Linked DNA regions of Triticum aestivum: region 1 is linked to region 2. A link is a contact called in public Hi-C data. All regions are on one chromosome and are shown on one strand. Each heading gives the region's core, a stretch centred on a gene start, on an enhancer-like site or on the middle of the called end of the contact. The rest is flanking DNA. Distances are from core to core; before and after follow the strand shown.

Evidence for each region. A called contact is a pair of places that touch in the nucleus more often than the background predicts.
Region 1: a Hi-C map of leaf shows a contact between it and region 2, with 5 times the contacts expected there. The contact joins the promoter of LOC123162861 here to the promoter of LOC123157504 in region 2. A contact is called at or near these places in 4 of 5 Hi-C or Micro-C datasets (leaf and an unstated tissue).

The regions. Positions count from the first base shown.
Region 1 is chr7B:422,932,106-422,934,805 of IWGSC CS RefSeq v2.1, reverse strand. It overlaps LOC123162861, which reads left to right and starts at 1,355. Exons shown (of 2, transcript XM_044580618.1): 1 at 1,355-1,985. The coding sequence starts at 1,978. It also overlaps the pseudogene LOC123162860.
Region 2 is chr7B:422,802,003-422,804,702 of IWGSC CS RefSeq v2.1, reverse strand. LOC123157504 (bromodomain-containing protein 3) reads left to right here and starts at 1,390. Exons shown (of 8, transcript XM_044575798.1): 1 at 1,390-1,615; 2 at 1,750-2,568; 3 at 2,679-2,700. The coding sequence starts at 1,864.

The DNA of each region.
Region 1 (2,700 bases), core at 106-2,605, 130 kb before region 2:
AACTTCGAATTTGATACGGAAGACAGATTGACTTGTGGGTGTCCGCAGATCGATAACTCGATAGTTCAACCGTGACTCCTGGTGAACACGCGCCAGCTTCTCTCCTGTCTGCAAGAGTAATAAATCTCTTAAACCAACCACGACAGGATAATAAGAATCATAGACGGGAAACATGAACTGCTGGGAAACAACAGTTGAGTGATTCCTGCAAGGAGAAGGGAAACAAAGGAAAGGACATACCCGCTCAGCCAGGTCAAATTCTGCTTCACTACGGGCTGCATCCTCGAGGTTGATTGGAAGTGTAGGGATTGCCCTGCTAATGCAGTAGACCTTCCTGACCTGAATCTCCACCTGCCAGTCAAACGAGCACAAAAACAATTCATTAGCCCAAACAAACCAATCCATGTTGAATTCGGCTGACAAGAAACAGCCTTTGGGCCCAGATGGCTGACCTGCTGCGTTGTAGCCTTGAGGGGGTCCTTGGGTAGGGAGACGACGCCCTCGACGTCAACGATGCTCTCCTTGCTGAGGGAGGTGGCAAAGCGCACCATCTGCGTGCTGACGCCGGTGTCGGCGCTAGCGACGAGCACACACTGCACGGTGGTCATGCTCTGGCGAAGCACGACGAAAGCGATCTTCTTGCAGACCGGGCGGAACTTCTCCGCATATCCGCGGATCAGGACGGAGCGGCCCACGGCGGCCTCATCGAGGTCGCCGATGTCCGTCCAGGACCGGCCGGAGATGACCTTGGACTGGATCTCCTCGAGTGGAACGTCACCGTAGTTGACCGCAAAGGGGTCGTCTTCTTCTTCCGCCTGAGACTTTTCGGCCTTCCCTGCGTTTTCTGCCTTCGCTGCCTTTGCGGCCTTCCGGGCCTCCTTGTTAAGCTGCTTCTTGCTGATCGTAGCGGCGGAGAGATCTGCCTCGAGAGCCTCTGTGGAGGCGGGTAGAGGCTCAGAAGACATCGCAGCGGTGGCGGTGGCGGCGGCGGCGGCGGCGATGAGGGGAAGGAGGTATTAGGGTTAGCTCAGGATGCAGCCGGTAGCCCGTCTCCGCCGCTTAATAAAGGCCAGCGCTGGGCGTCGCCTCCTGCGCCGTTAGATTAAATCGCTCTGAGCTATCTGATTGACTCCTGTCGTGACTCGTCTCCGTCAGCGTCTCCCCCTAGAAACGGAATCTGTACTCCGAGCACTTGGCACCTCCCAACACCCGTGTATCACTGGTTCTAATCTATCTATCGACAAAAAATCACTCAAATAAAAAAAACATATCAACGCTCCTCCTCTCCCAAACGAGGTCCTGATCCGCTCCTTCTCGTCTCCGGAGGATACGCAACCGCAGCCGCCGACGCCGATCCTCTTGTCCCGGACGAGATCCCAGACCGGTAATCCTCGGATCGAGACGCAGTCGCAGACACCGTCACCGACCCGGGAAGACGACGCCGGCGACCGCCGCCGCTGTCGCGGATCACCAGGACGCAGCAGCCGCCAGCGCCTCGGATACGTAGCGGATCACCGGGACGACGACGCTGCCGGCGTGTCGGCTAACCACACGCCGTAGACGTTGAGGAGGGCGAGAGCTCCTGCGCTCCCGGGGATGCAGCTGCTTACCACGCCCGACCCATGGCACGGTGGTGCTGGTGACGAAGGACATGCTGGCCCGGGTGATTTGCATACGTCCCTCATCGACGGTCATCTACAGTGCATGTTTGGTTTTCGGTTTCTCTGACAAGGAATGACATATTTGCTCGTACCTTGTCCTCATCCTCGGCGGCGGCGGCGCTGGAGCGAAACGGTACCCGCCCGCCGTGGCCACAGCGTTCCACTAGGTATACCACGTCCGGTGGCTACACGACTACTACACGGACCTGTTCCGCGAGCACATGACGTTCCGGCTGCTCTCACTGGGACGAGGGGTTGATTTACACGTCCGACCCGGCGGGGCTCGAACACATCCTCAAGATTATCTTCGCCAACTATGGCAAGGTGCGCGATACATCATCCTCAAGAGTACAAGTAGTAAGATGTCAGTTAAATTAGGAGCTCTTAATTCAGCTATATATGTGTTAACTAATCTAGACCAAGGTAGTAGCAACTTCATCATGCCTCTGAGTTAGATTAGTCAGACTGACCTCTTTCCACCGTGGTACAATTTTTCGTTTCCTCTTGGTGATACGTTGGACGCCGGAGAAATGAATATGAAGTGTAGTAGCTACCATTAGATTGTTCTACTAGATGAGGGAGAAATAAACTTCGACCTTGGAGAAATTTGTGTAACCATTGGCTCCAGTACGTGTTTCAGTTTCAGTTTCCTACTCGCACTAGGTGTTCTGTTTGCCAAACTCAACTGATTTTGTGATTGGTTCATTTCCTTCTAGGAAAAATCACCTGATTGAAACTCGCCATCTGCTATAGCCAATATTTGGAGCCTGCAGTTTTTTTTGAAGGGAAATAGAAATCATCTCTAAGGGTGAAGCTATTTGTCAGAAAAAACATTGTCTTATGAACTTTGGACTCTAGAGCTTTATGATTTATCAAGTATCGTTATACATACTTCTGGAGTTGCGACAACATCCCAACTATAACAGTACAACTATATTTGTTATAAGCACTCTTATGCATGATATTTTTTAACATTCAACACTGATAAATTTACTTTAGAGACAACATCAACTAATCTAACATGAATGGATATTTTCTG
Region 2 (2,700 bases), core at 141-2,640:
TGTCGCAAAACTTTCCCCTCTATCCGATCAGAGCGATCATCATCATCATCATCATCATCATCATCATCATCGTCGTCATCATCACATCATCATCATCATCATCATCATCATCATCATCATCATCTGCCTCCTTCTGCTTCAAAGGTCCTTCGGTAGTGTCATCAAGAACTTCATTTCCCCAGTCATGCATCATTAGACATCCTCTTATGCGGCATCATGCAAAGAACCCATGAAGCTCCTGAAGGTCCTGCCGCTCATAGCTTTGCTTTGAGCCATTTGTGTGACTCTCTTTTTTGGCCACTAACCACTTGCCCCATTGCAATTTTTTTGATGGGTGAATACCATCCCCACATTCTTGCTTATCATGGCCAAGCAAGCCACAAACCTCACAGAAGTACCAGATCTTTTCATATTCGACATCCAAAAAATGTCCCTCCACAGCTAGATTAGTGGAGTCCAACGGATCAACTTTTTTGCTACTTCGATACTCTCTTTGACCCTGACATAATTCCTTCCAAGTACCGTGCCGAGTTCATCTCCACACTCCTCATAGTCCCGACCCACCTTGTGAGTTGATCAACTATCGCTTCATTCACGTAAAGATCATGAATCTTATGGATACGCGCCCACAAGACAACATGCTGAAGCTTAACCGATTCCGACGACGTCCTGCCATCATACTCCTCTATCAAAAACATTAGTCCTCAGAAGATCCACAGACCTAGAACATTAGCCTCTTCCGGTCACCCAAGCAGCGCACTTGAATCACAAAGAGGTTGTCATCCACCTCTCGAATCTTTGGATCATGAGCTAGACTTCCTATAATTTTCAACGCCTCCTTGAGTGATGCACTACTAAAAGTTTTCTTCATGTTCACTTTTGCCACCACCATCCAGCGCGCCGCCTTTTCCAATTTCCATTCTCTTCCTCTCTGACGTACACATCATCCAATTCGCCCTCTTGCAGATATGTCAAGCGTCGCCTGCTTTAGATCCACCCTTGACTCAACCCTCTTTCCCTATGTCGTCCCATTGGAAGAACCTGAGGCCGCCATGCATTATTATCTGGGCCACCTGGCCGATCCCAACAAAAAAACAACAAATGAGTTACGTGACTTCATTCCTATTCTGGAGCAGAACTCCAAGGTATCAACCCGAGAGTCCGCGCAAGCGCATGGAGCAGGGGTACACCGCAGCTGCCGGTAGTAAATACTCAACGCCGATCGCATCCCGGCAGAGTAGGTCAAAACCCTAATCGCCTAGGGTACTTGGAGCTTTTCTTCTGTGCCGCTCACAATTTTTTTTTTTTTGAGATCTTGGGTATGACATGAACAACCTTAGCCAGCCCGGCAGCGCCATAAGAATCAGCCCGGCCCACATGAACTATTTTAAAGACACGCAGCCCAGTCGACAAACCCACAAAGGCTCCTGAGATTTCTAATCCTCTTCTTCTTCCTCCTCTTCCAGCCTACCCCTCTTCTTCCCCGATCCCTCCCCCAAATTCGTCGCCTCCCAGTTCCCGGTCTTTTGTTCCTCACAAGTTCGTGGCGCCAACAGGACGCAACAAGCCAGCCCCACTGGTACCGCACTGCCGTGGATCGACCCTTCTTCTGCCGGTAAGGAACCCTAGCTTCTCTCTTCGCTGCGGCAGCGGGCCTCCTCTCTCTCTCCGTTGCCGGGTTTTCTTGGATGCCCGGTGCCCGTAGTAATCTAACCCATCCATCCGTCCATTCATGGCTGCTCCGATTAGGTCCTCCTAATTCACTCCGGCGCGAGATCGATCCCCTCAGGGCGCGGCGCGCAGGTGCGGGAGCGGCTTATTTCCAAGAATTTTATCTTGGGGTGCTAGCAAGAGACGGATAAGATGAAGCGCAAGCGCGGCAGCACGCCGGGCAAGAAGAGTTCTTCGAATACCACCGGGGGAGACTCTTCGTCGGCATCTCCGTCCAGCCCAAGCACCGAAGAGAACATCCCAGCGGAGAATGCGCCAGTCTCGAGGTCCACTCCGGCAGTGCCTGAACCATCTCCTCCTCCTGAACCGGAGAAGCCGACCGTCCCTGCCCCAGCTCCGGCTCATCCCGCCGCTGATATACCGTACGCCAAGCCCAAGGTGGGGGCGGTATACGGTCGTGTGAAGCTGAAGTTCAAAACCTCCAAGGCGTCGGAGCTCAACAATAGTTCGTCGGTAGCACAGGCACCCGCCGATGCTGGTAAATCTCAGACTGCTGCCCCTGAAGTTACTGCCGAAAAAGGTATCGCTGCATCGTCAACTGGCCAGACAACTGATAGGCAGGAGACGGAGTTGAGTGGTTCTGATAAGGACAAGGTGGCAAAGAAAGCAGGAATCATAAAGATCGTGTCCGCGGGGTTATCTTCTTCAGTACAAGATAACACCCAGGACAGGGAAGTTGATGAAGTACATGAACCTCTTCCAAGTAAGCAGGAAACTGTTTTAGGAACCGAGGAAAGTGAGAGTGCATCGGAGCCAAAGAACTCACAAGGGTCGGAGATAAAGCAGTCTACCCTGGAATCTCAGCGCGATGAGAAAGAGTTAGCTGCTGCACTTGAAGTGAGTACAATTTGGCTCAACTTTACATGGCTTCTTTTGATTCTCCAAATATCACATGGTAAAGACCTGAAATACATGAAACCTTTACTGAAATTCTCTTTTGCTTTCAGGCTATTAAGAAGGTTATGAAGG